3 separate regions of the Sus scrofa genome follow, and regions 1 and 3 are each linked to region 2. The links are chromatin contacts, called in public Hi-C and HiChIP or PLAC-seq maps. All regions are on one chromosome and are shown on one strand. The core of a region is the stretch at or near the end of the contact, and the rest is flanking DNA. Distances in the headings are between cores, read along the strand shown. Region 1 holds the start of CNEP1R1 (nuclear envelope phosphatase-regulatory subunit 1). Region 2 holds the start of CYLD (ubiquitin carboxyl-terminal hydrolase CYLD). Region 3 holds the start of PAPD5 (non-canonical poly(A) RNA polymerase PAPD5).

The links. A called contact is a pair of places that touch in the nucleus more often than the background predicts. HiChIP or PLAC-seq counts read pairs in DNA pulled down with a chosen protein or histone mark.
Region 1: a contact with region 2 is called in a Hi-C map of liver, with 7 times the contacts expected there. The contact joins the promoter of CNEP1R1 here to the promoter of CYLD in region 2. A contact is called at or near these places in 1 of 5 promoter capture datasets (liver), 2 of 47 Hi-C or Micro-C datasets (embryonic fibroblasts and liver) and 2 of 2 datasets of contacts at active chromatin or transcription factors (alveolar macrophages and skeletal muscle).
Region 3: a contact with region 2 is called in an H3K27ac HiChIP or PLAC-seq map of alveolar macrophages. The contact joins the promoter of PAPD5 here to the promoter of CYLD in region 2. A contact is called at or near these places in 1 of 5 promoter capture datasets (liver) and 1 of 2 datasets of contacts at active chromatin or transcription factors (alveolar macrophages).

The regions. Positions count from the first base shown.
Region 1 is chr6:34,786,952-34,790,846 of Sscrofa11.1, forward strand. It overlaps CNEP1R1 (nuclear envelope phosphatase-regulatory subunit 1), which reads right to left and starts at 1,357. Exons shown (of 6, transcript XM_021094221.1): 1 at 1,200-1,357; 2 at 53-124. The coding sequence starts at 1,224.
Region 2 is chr6:34,120,357-34,124,607 of Sscrofa11.1, forward strand. CYLD (ubiquitin carboxyl-terminal hydrolase CYLD) reads right to left here and starts at 1,583. Exons shown (of 18, transcript XM_021094191.1): 1 at 773-1,583; 2 at 165-225.
Region 3 is chr6:34,667,494-34,671,457 of Sscrofa11.1, forward strand. It overlaps PAPD5 (non-canonical poly(A) RNA polymerase PAPD5), which reads right to left and starts at 1,805. Exons shown (of 12, transcript XM_021094215.1): 1 at 958-1,805. The coding sequence starts at 1,586.

The DNA.
Region 1 (3,895 bases), core at 107-2,606, 670 kb after region 2:
AAAAATGTCAACTGTCAGTTTATTTCCCCCTAAAAAAAATTCAGGCACTTACTTCTCCAACGTCCAGTGGCAGGTTGCAAACAATGAATATATTCAGTAAGTCTCCTCTCAAAAGCCTTGAGATCTAGGTAAAAAGAGATTTCAATTTTCTAATTAGCTACTCTTACTGGCTCAAGTCTATTAAGATGAAATTTTGATACTCTAACTGCTCCAGCTCTTACACACCAACCTACATTTATCACTGCGCTGTTTACTTCGTTTACCATGACAGTTTTTAAATACTTGACAAAATACTAGGTTTCCTTAATTCCAATTTCTCATAAAAGGGAACTGGCTGGTTCACTTTTAGAAGCTTAGGAATGGTATGTGGAAAACCAGCAGCAGCCACAGTCAGCGCCAAAAGCTAGACATGTGAGGGTTGCAAACACGAGAAACAATATCAGGTCGAGCTTTAAATCTGTTGGAACGAATAACTTCCTATTAGAACGTATTACCTACCATCCAAAGCCTATTTGACTGCAATTACCTGACTCCGACTTCAAACCCTTATATTTACCTAATGGCTACGCTTTGGACCTCTGATCTAACGGGTGGGTACGGAAAGACTCTCCCCTTTCCTCCCCAGGAACAGGTTACAGGTGATCTTTGTGGCACCAGGCCGACGCCTAGTTACACAGGACAGGGGCGTCCGAGATGCTCCCTCTGAATAAGACCGGGTATCATTTTCAGTTGTGATTTTTAAACTTTAAAAAGGGAGATCAAGAAGCACTCCCTTAACTCAGCAGTGACCAGAAACCACAGCAGGAATTAGGGATACAACTCGTGGAGGGAAAGGGGGGGAAAAAAAAAAAGTGAATCAGCACACGACAAAGCAGAGTGCAGACGTTCAGTAAGGAATAATAAAAAAGAAAATTAGCCCCGGCAACAAGCTCCCCGGTCTACGCCGAAGGAATGGGAGGGGGGGTAGCTGACGCAACGCCCCCCAGCACCGGCGGAGAACACGCGCGCCGGAACTAGCGCCCGGCCGGGTCTGACTGCCCCTTGGCCCCTGGGCCGGCCCGCGCGCCCCCCAGCTCCCGGCCCCGCCAGTACATCCTTCGCGGCCTCCTCTCTCAGGACGAGGTTTCCCGGACTCCGGCCCCTCTGGCTTCCGAGAGGAGCCCAAGGCCGGCACGGGCCGCCAAGGAGGCCCACTCTACCTTCCGCCTGCTCCAGCGAGTTCATGTCGGGCGGCAGCTCGGGTCACCGCCACGGCCCCGTCCGCATCTCAGCTCCACGGCCCCCGCCCGGCCCGCAGCGCCAACTCCCACCTCTAACCGCTCCCCTCTGCCCCTTCCCGTCGCACCGCCCCTTGCCTAGACCCGCTACGCTCATTGGACATCTCTACCGGACCCCTTAATTAAAACAATTTTCTATTGGCTAACTCCTGCTCGGGCCTCGGGGCCTAGCGTTGGACGGTCAGCCAGAGGGACCAAGAACTGCCGGCGGACGAGTTGGCGCAGCACTGGCGCCGCCTCCTGCCCTGGGGAGGAATTACAGCCTGTCTGAGAAAGTTCGATCTTTTCTGTATTTCTAGTTTCTTGCTTGGTTCTTTCATTGCTCATTTCTTGAGCGCCCACTATCTTTCGGGGAGTGTTCTGGTCACTAACAAGGGATACAGAAATCAACAAGCTAGCCCTGCCTCTAGGACTCAAGGAGAAATAAGGTACAAACAGAATTAGAATCCAAATAATGCAATTTCCTATTTATAGTGCATTTTCCATAGATACCTAACCCCTTAAGTAAGTATTTCTCCCTTGGTTGTTTTTTTTTTTTTCTGATGTCACTCAAATTTCACTTTATTTTTTTTTTTTTAGGGCCACACCCGCAGCTTATGGAAGTTCCAAGTCTAGGGGTAGAATTCGAGCCATGGCTGCCAGCCTACACCGCAGACACAGCAACACCAGATCCAAGCCACATGCATCTGCGACCTACACCACAGCTCATGGCAACTCCAGATCCTTAACCCACTGAGCAATGCCAAAGATCAAACCCGCATCCTCATGCATACTAGGCAGGTTCGTTTCTGCTGAGCCAGGACGGGAACTCTTTCTATTCTTTTTATTTTATGGCTTCACTAGCAGCATATGAGAAGTTCCTGAACCAGGGGTCGAATCAGATCTGCAGATGAGGCCTACACCACAGCCGCACTGGATCCGAGCTGCATCTGTGACCTGCAGCTTGCCGCAACACAGGATCGTTAACCCAGGCGGCCAAGGATCAAACCCACATCCTCAAAGAGACAACGCTGGACCCTTAACCTGCTGAGCCACAACAGGAACTCCAGCAATTCTGTTCTTATTTTTCATTGTCATACATTTAAGCACTGAAAAAACTTTTTTTCACATAAATTATATGGGCATACAAGGAATTTTGTAAAGTCGATGTTACTCAGTTCTTTAAAGACCTTTTGGGAGTTCCCCTCCTGGTTCAGTGGGAAGAATCTGACTAGTATGCATGGGGACGAAGGTTTGATCCCTGGCCTCGCTCAGTGGGTTAAGGATCCAGCATTGCCATGAGCTGTGGTGTAGGCTGGCAGCTGCAGCTCTGATTATACCCTAGCCTGGGAACCTCCATATGCCACAGGTGTGGCCCTAAAAAGCAATAAATAAATTAAATAAATAAATAAATAAAATTGAAATTTGTGCACTGCTGGTGGGAATATAAAATGATGCAACTGCTGTGGAAAACAGTAGGGCAGTTCCTCCAGAAATTAAAAACCAGAACCCCCATATGATCCAGCAATTCCATTTCTGGGTAGATACCCCAAAACTATTGAAAGTGGGGTCTCAAAGGGATATTTGGGGTTTTGTTTTTTTTGCTTGGTTTTGGGTTTTTTTGGTCGAGCATGTGGCATATGGAAATTCTCAGGCCAGGGATCAAATCTGCCACTGCAGAAACAATGCCCAGTCCTAAACCCTCAGTGCCACAGTAGGAACTCCCTCAGAGATATCTGTACACCTGTGTTCCATAGCAGAATTATTCATAATAGCCAAAAGGTAGAAGCAACCCTGGTGTAGGATAAGTGAAATGTGGTGTTTCTATATGCATGAAATGATATTCAGCCTTAAAAAGAAAGGAAATTCTGACACCCGATACAATGTGGATGAACCTCGACTTTATTTATTTATTTTTTTGTCTTTTTGCCTTTTCTAGGGCCGCTCCCACAGCATATGGAGGTTCTCAGGCTAGGGGTCTAATCGGAGCTGTAGCTGCCGGCCTGCACCAGAGCCACAGCAACTCGGGATCCGAGCCACGTCTGTGACCTACACCACAGCTCACGGCAACACCAGCTCCTTAACCCACTGAGTAAGGCCAGGGATTGAACCTGCATCCTCATGGATACTAGTCAGATGCATTTCCACTGAGCCATTACGGGAACTCGGAACCTTGACTTGATAGTAAGTGAAATAAGCCAGTCGATAAAAAAACAAATACTGTATGATTTCATTTATCTGAGTTACCTCGAGTAGTCAAAATCAGGGAGACAGAAAGCAGAATAGCAGTTGTTAGGGGCTGGGGAGTTTGGGTTTAACGCACACAGGATTTCATTTCGGTTTTATCAGATGGACAGAGTTCTGAAGTTGGATGGTGGTGATGGAAGCAGAATAATGTAAATGTACTTAATGCCACTGAACCGTATCCTGAAAAATAGTTAGGCTGATAATTCATGTCTGTTTGACCAAAATTTTAAAAATCTCAGGAGTTCCCATCATGGCTCAGTGGTTAATGGATCCGATTTGCAACGGCTCAGATCCCTCGTTGCTGTGGCTGTGGTGTAGACCGGCAGCTGCAGCTCTGATTGGACCCCTAGCCTGGGAACCTCCATATGCCACGGGTGCAGCCCTAGAAAAAT
Region 2 (4,251 bases), core at 333-2,832:
GCCAAGTACACGAATAACTGGGCAGCTGACCCGGCTGAGACCCAAACTCAGGAACACTATCTTCCCTCAAGACCTCACGCTTTTCCCTACAGACTGTTAATTTGACAATAAAGAAAAAACAAAAAGAAAGAAAAGAATGAATACCTTGCTTCAACAGAGCGCACCTTTCAACTAAAGAACTCCAGGTTGTTGTATAAAACCATCCTCACCCTGGAAAGGGGGAAACTGAAAGAAAAAGCACAACACGCCATTAAGGAGGCCAGAACCCCGACTGCTCTTCCTGGACGGGAGCCACAAACACCCTAAAACCGATCGACCGATACGCCCCAAAGCACCGATGTGACATATTACAGCCTAGGCTCTCGATGCCAACCCTGGCTGTCGGGAGCCGGCCAGTGGCCGGTGCCTCGGTTTCGCCACCTGTAAATGGGGGGGGACCCAAGGGGGAGACGGTTTCCTGCGCTGCTCCCACCCCAAAGTCCTCTCTTCTCCGGAGGTCCCGGCGGCGGCGACATGGTCCCACGATTCGGGAGCCCTCTCAGGAAGGCCCCGGGGGGTGGGGAAGCCCTGGTGGTGGGGAAGCCCGGGCTGACGTCAGTGGGCTCAGCACCCCGCGGGCCTGGCCCTGCTAAGGGCCAGGGCAAGTAACGGGCCGGCGCCGAGGGCCCGACGACCGAAGCGACAGCTCGAGGCGCCCAAAGGCCGGGGAGGGGTGCCCAAGGGGCCGGGCCGCCCGTCGCTCGCCCGCTCGGCCGCCGGCTCACTCACTCACCTTGGGTGGCCGGGCGTCGCCCCTTCCCCAGCCTCGCTAGCCCGAGTCCCAGACCAGCCCTGGCGCCCCACACCCACCGCCCTAGTATTTACCTCCGACGCGCGGAGCCCCGCGCAGCCTAACCTGCTACCTGGGCCCGCCCCCACCTGCCCCGCCTCCGAACCGCCCAGGGAGGGAGGGAGGGAGCGGGGGCGGTAGGGACAACCGTCGCGCTAACCAATCGCCGCCGGAACTATGTTCCTGCGCACGCTCTGATTGGGCCTCCCTGTGACAGACCTTCCTCCAATGGCTGCCAGCCCGGAGCGGACTGAAGGGACTTTCCGCTCGGTCAAGCTCGGTGGAGCCAAAGGGAAAGCGGAGGGGCGGGGAGGAGAAAATGGGGGATGGGGGCGGGGAGCTCAGGCTGATTGGACTAAAGATTGTCGGTGCCGTAGCACCATTGGCTGATACCGGAGCCAGGGCGGGGCCCTGTGCTGCTCCCGGTTCCACCTCCCAGGCCCAGGTCTTGGCTTCAGGCTTAGCTGTCAAAACTCCTGTTGGTTGCGAGTTTGGGGCTAGGGTGGGGAGCAACCCAGAAGCCAGGTGGGAATGCTTTTAGGATTCCATGAAAAAGCAAAGCTTTAGAACGAGACCTAGGTTTGAGTCCTTTGAACTTTCATTTAGCAACTGCAAGACATGGGGAACTCACAACTACTCTGAGCCTCAGTTTCCCCATCTGTAAAATGGAGATAACCGTATCACCTGTCTTACAGGAGCGTTGTGAAATATCGTATGTAAAGGTCCTGACACACAGCAGGAGCTCGGCAATATTAAGTCTTTTCTTCGCCCTCGGATTCTGTCTGGGACCCGTGTTTCTGAACCTCTGTTGCCCCCTCTTCCCAGTTTGGAGACAGGTTTCCCTAGAATGGTGGAGAAGGAATTTCCATAGGCCTCCTCTCTCAGCTCTGCACCCCTGGCCCTCAGCCAGCACTTGGGGTATAGTTAAGGATCTTTCAATTAGAAGGGAGGTTTCTGATTCCCAAAAGTGCTCAAAATATTTAAGGAAGTGCTTTTTATAAGCAGTCCCAGAGCCTTGCAGCATGCCTTGCTGCACTGGATACTCCTGTTAATTAATTCCTTCTCCTTTGACATTTTAAGTACCAATTATAGGAGAAGGTGATTAATACTGAAGAAGGAAGGTAGGGGTGTGTGTGTGTGTGTGTGTGTGTGTGTGTTTAATCATGAGAGGGAAAATTTCCCCAGTGGAAAGTGACATTTCTGAAGATCTGGGGAATTTAAACCATTGAGTACATAAAAGAAGTCACATGAATGATTACCTAACAGTACTAGTAAACAAGCCACCCATCTCCATGACCATAAACACCCAGAATGAAATGGACATCTTTTGAAACCCTCAGCCTCAATCCACTCTTGCTCCTCTGTGAACTGAAGTTTGGCCCTTGCCATCTGTCTCTACGTGGAGTAAAATATGAGCCACTGAAGCTACCAAACCGAAGCAGCCCCAGAGCTCAGGGTGGAGACCGGGACTGAGGCCCTCTGTGCTCTGGGAAAACTGGAAGAACGGGTCCTCGGATACTTAGCTATCTTTAGGAGAGGATTTTCTGAGCCCAATACTTGCATCTCCTCATGTCCAGAAAAACACTGAAACCATCAATGATGACTGATGTCTCTGACTAGTTGTAACCTTCACGAGACCAGCAGCCAACTTTCACAAAATGCGTGCATGGCTGCAGGCACTGCCCCCTTCACCTTTACGACGTATCTCGATACCCCTCCTTTCCTCTTTGAGGCATTATTTCAGAGCTATCCGAAATACTGCCTCCATGGAGTTCCCGTCGTGGCGCAGTGGTTAACGAATCCGACTAGGAACCATGAGGTTGCGGGTTCGGTCCCTGCCCTTGCTCAGTGGGTTAACGATCCGGCGTTGCCGTGAGCTGTGGTGTAGGTTGCAGACTCGGCTCGGATCCCGCGTTGCTGTGGCTCTGGCATAGGCCGGTGGCTACAGCTCCAATTCGACCCCTAGTCTGGGAACCTCCATATGCCGCGGGAGCGGCCCAAAGAAATAGCAAAAAAAAAAAAAAAGAAATACTGCCTCCTGGGCTGTAGTTCAGTGGACAAAAGATGTCAAGGTCATCTGTGAGAACAGCCACCCCCAAGGATGGGCCAGTGAGCCCTGAGGGAACTCAGGAAAGAAACAAAGAAGACTAGCCCACAGCCGAGGTGCATATCAAAGGAGTGATTCCAGTAAGCCCAGATCCTTATTAGATCTTCCCATAGAAACAGATTTTCTGTAAATCTGGTTCTCTGTAAATCTGTTGTTCCTACTGCCTTCCCTTTGTTGCAAAAACTCGTATATCCTAGCTTCCCCCCTTGCTCCCTCGCTTCGGTTTCTCAGGGCTACCTGAGATGCTGTCTCCTGGGCTCAAGTCCTAATTTCACCCCCAATAAAACTTAACTCTCAACTTTCAGGTTGAGCACTTCTTTAGTCGACACCTCCTTAATCCATCCTCACCCCCAAGTCTGTGATCGCACTGCAGGAGAAAACAGTAACTTGGGAATCAACCTTACGCTAAGTGTGGCCTTAGGCAACCCTGTTCCCTTCTAGACCTAGATTCTCCCCCACTACACACCCCCAAAAAAGTCAGTGGGCTCAGAATTGACAATCAAGCTGTCTGGAAGAAACATCCAGCCTGAAGACTGTTTACCTGACTCACAGTGAGAAGGAGAAAGGAGAGTGGGAGAGATTGTGAATCCTTTCTTTTTTTTAATTTTTCTTTTTTTGCCTTTTTTTTTTTTAAGGGCCACACCCTCAGCATATGGAGGTTCCCAGGCCAGGGGTCACATAGGAGCTGCAGCTGCCGGCCTACACCACAGCCACAGCCATGCGGGATCCAAGCCTCGTCTGCGACCTACACCACAGCTCACGGCAACACTGGATCCTTAACCCACTGAGTGAGGCCTGGGACCTCATCCTAGGGGAGTTTGTTTCCACTGAGGCATGATGGGAGCTCCTGGGAGTCCTTTTAGACAGAGCGCCTTCTCCTCCAGTGTGCCACACTCTCTCAATCCCAATTTTATCCTGCTGGCACACCTCTTTCATTTATGTCATCTGCTGGCCCCTGAAGGCGTTTGAGTTTGCCACGCCTGGACTTCCCGTCCCTTGCGTTGATGGTCTTTGGTGCTGCTAAGCCCTGTGCTTAAGAAGGGCTTTCTGGAGTTTCTGTCATGGCTCAGTGGAAACGAATCTGTCTAGCATCCATGAGGAGGCAGGTTCAACCCCTGGTCTTGCGCAGGGTGTTAAGGATCCAGCGTTGCCGTGAGCCATGGTGTAGGTCACAGATGAGGCTCAGATCCGGTGCTGCTATGGCTGTGGTGTAGGCCGGTAGCAACAGCACTGAATCAACCCCGGGCCTGGGAACCTCTGCGTGCCTCGGGTCCGATCCCTTGCTCAGCCTTCCCGTTACAGGTTCCCTGAATCA
Region 3 (3,964 bases), core at 555-3,054, 550 kb after region 2:
AGATTCCATTTTGTAACAGCTGAACTTTAAACAGAAAGTCATTAGTGGTGCAACATTCACTCATTAGCATAAAGTTACCCCCTAGAATGAAAAGCACTGGCTGTCTCTGCCAGGATGACAACTTTACAGTGAGAAACTGGGGCCAAGGACCATGAACTCCTAGAAAGTTCTATCCGCCTTAGAAGGAAAGCTCACCATCTCCACCAGCCTAAACTTAACTGTCACTCCATTCCTCACTCCCCACAGAGCAAGGCATCGCTAATACAGGAATTGTTGAAAAAAATAAAAATAAATAAAATAAAAGGATGGGCCAAAGGGTCAATAGCAGGCGAAGCCTTTCAGGGCTGACACGATTCCTGTTTGGGATTGGGGGAGGGGGAGGAGCTTTCTGGATGTTTCTATTCTTGGCAAGGAAAGCACCTCCAGGTCCTGTACCGTCAAAAGGCGCTAACACAGGAATGTTCTCAGGGAATGAATGATTTGCCTGTGCTAAGCGACTTCATTCTGGGGTGTGATGATGGGGAGCACGATGGGAAGGGCTAGAGAGAATAGAGAGAAGGTGTGTTTGACGGGGGGGGGGGGGGGGGATGGGAGGAAAAAGTGGATGGATAAGGGGGGTCGGAGAAGACCTGGATGGTTAAGAGGGAGGATGTGGATGACTAAGGGAGGAGAGCAGAGAGTGTAGATGGCTGAGGGGACGTCCAGAAAAGGCGTGGAGCTGAGGGGGAGGGGGATGAGGTGTGGACCGCTAAGGAAGGTTGGGAGGAGGTGTGGATGGCGGAGGGATGAGAGATGGCCATCAGCTCCCAGAGGGGGAGAAACGAAGGCAGGCCGACGGCGGGGGTGGGGGGGTGGCCTCACCCAGACTCCCCCCCCAAAAAAACCCCTTCTGTGGGCGTGTGCCCGGCTGCGCGTGTGCAAGGGCCCAGGCCACCAGGCCGTAGGGCCATCACTCACCCCACGACTCCCTGGTTGTAGTTCCTCCGCTTCCACGGGGTCCCGCTGTACACGCCCCCGCTGCCCTCCGCCCGGCCGCCCCCCGCGGCCCGCCCTCCGCTGGGCTGCAGCAGGCTGTAGTTGAGTCCGTAGGTGCTGGCCTTGTTGTCGCGCTTCCTCTTGTTGCTGCTGCCCGAGGCCGGGTCGGCGGGCTCCGCTGCGGGGAGGGCGGCCGAGGAGTGCGGGGACGAGGACGCCGAGGGGGACGGGGACGCCGAGGGGCCCGTGGTAGCCCGGCGAGCCCAGGCCGCGGGCTGGTGGTGGTTGTTGTTGTTGTTGGTCGTCTCTAGGGGCAGGAAGTCCCGCTGCTCCGCCGGCTGCGCGTGGCCGCCCAGCAGGCGCTCCCCGGAGCGGTACATGCCGGCCGGGGCCGAGGCCGGGGCCGCGCCGCCCGGGCTGCCGGTGCTACTGCCGCTCCCGCCGGTGGCCGTGCTGCTGCTGCCGCCGCCGCCGCTCGCGCCGCCGCTGCTGTGACAGTGGTGGTTGAAGTAGAGGTTCCTCAGTCCCTGGGTCGTCTCCCAGATCTGCATCCACAGACTGTTGGACGGTCCGAGCTGCTCTGGCTGGAACCAGGCGATCCTCGGATCCATCAAACGGCGGCGGCCGTTGCCCCCGCCCCTCCCGGCTGCCCGCAGGGCCGCCGCCGCCGCCGCCGCCGCCGCGCCTTAGGCGCACGCCTGGCCTCGGCGGCTGCTGCTGCTGCTGCTGCTGCCGCTGCTGCTCCTGCTGCTCCCGGCCCGCCGCGGGCGGCGGGGTGGCGCAGGGAGCCCGGCCGGCGCCGGCGGCGTAGCTCCCGCCCTCGGGGGCTCCGCGGGCCCTCCCCCCCTCCCTCCGCCCCTCTGCCGAGCCCCTGTCACCGGGGTCCCCGTGCAAATGGCGGCGGCAGCAGCGGCTCTGGCAAAGGGCGAGCGGCGGCGGCGGCGGCAGCGGCGGCGGCGGCAGGACGCGCCTGCTCCGTAGCGTCCTCGCTCCTCCGGCCCCAGGGCGGGGCCTCTGCCGGCTCCGCCCCGATCGCTCCGCCCCCCCGCCCCCGCCCCTCCCTCCCGCGCTCGCCCCGCCCCCGCCGCGCCGCGCGGCCAGCCCTGCCCGGGAGGCCGCGCCGTGCGTCACAGAGGCCGCTGGGCCCCGCGGCTAGGGCCGCAACCGCCCGGCCCAACCGTCCCGGTGCTGTCTGTGGAGGGTGTCGCACATACCTGGGCGTCCGGGTGCCCCCTGACGCGCGCGCTGCCTCCGGTCTCAGTTTCCCGACCCCAGATACGGGGCGAGGCTGGACGGAGGTGGCCACCAGCTACGTAGGAAATAGATTGTGGGAGGTGCCACCCCGCCCACTGTCCCTTCCCCCACTCTGCAGCCGCGGGACACCCCTCCCCGCCCCGGGCTTCTCGGACAGCTCCCGAGATCTCCGCTCTAAGCTACGTTCCAGATGGGAGAAAATGTGCCCCCTCCCCACCCGAGCATGTGCCCAGCACCCTCCCTGAACGCAGGCTGCTCTGATTGCTCTGTTGTGGGGCCGCCCTGCTATTCCCTGCGCCCGCCTGGCCGCGCCCTGGCCAGCGTTGGGAGCCCGCAGGCCTTGGCAGAGGGTCCCCCCACCCGACTTCGAGACTGGAGAAACTTGTGCCCACCTACACGGCTGGACGCACTTCTTCGTAGAGTGCGTAAGCCGTGAGCTCAAAACCACCATCACGTTCCCCAAACCCACTTTACACAGACTTGCGCGCATAAGCACGCACAGACGCACGAGCTCCGAAGCGAGTAAAGAAACCTCACTTGAGCTGAGGTGCACCAGCAACCATGAAAAACCCTTCTTAGTTCAGATTAAAGAAAACCCAAAACCTTTTAGGCCTCATTTGAGGACCATGTTGTTGGCATCAGAAGAGATTTTCCACAAACGGGTCATGTGCACACCTTCCCCATCCCTGCGATAGAAGACGAGGAAAAGGGAATTTTAAGTATTTTAAATCATCAGGAGAAAAAAGGAAAATAAGTGGGCACGTTTCACCTGTGCTCTATATGGTTAGTCCAAAGTCCAGAAGAAGTCCTTAACACCCAGTTTTGACCTATTTGGGGAGCTCAGTATCCTGGAAAGATTTTTTTTTTCCAGAGATGAAAAATTAACAAATTTCTTGCTGAGAGAATAGCATAGGTATAAATATTGGAAAACACATCAAAAACCCTAAAGAATTTTGGTTCATTCTATTTGTTGCTTTACTGTATACCGGTATTAAACCTTTTCTTAGAATGGAATTTTCTGTGTACTGAGAATTACACAGCCAGAAAAATGACTGGAGATTTTTATGCTGTTAACACTGGCAAATTTAACAAAAATAAAGCATTGTATAGAAATAAGTTCATTTTCACTTTAAATTTGTTCTAAAATTCAAGTGAGAAAAATGCAAAGCTGAAAAAAGTAAACATTATCAAGGTCCCACTATCTAAAAATAACCATCACGAAGACTTTGTAAAACCCTCTTTGAAAAATCTCTCCATGCATATATGTGTCAAGACAGTCCTCCTTATTTTTACTTGTTTACTTATTTATTTTAAATCTTATTCAGGGGTTTAAAATATTTTTTCAGGAGTTCCCTTGTTGGCTCAACGGTTAACGAACCCGACTAGGATCCATGCAGATGCGGGTTAGATCCCTGGCCTCGCTGAGTGGGTTGGGGATCCTGTGTTGCCATGAGCTCTGGTGTAGGTCGAAGTTGTAGCTTGGATTCCGAGTTTCTGTGGCTATGGTGTAGGCCAGCAGCTACAGCTCCAATTTGACCCCTACCTGGGAACATCCATATGCCTTGAGTGTGGCCCTAAAAAGGGAAAAAAAAATTTTTTTTTCAGATGTCCAAAAGCACATTGAATGTCAATGATATCTACAACCAAAAAAAAAAAAAAAAATAGTATTCAGAATTAGCAATAGTACATGCCAGAAATTAACATTTGTTGTTATATTTGAGGCAAACCTTAAGAA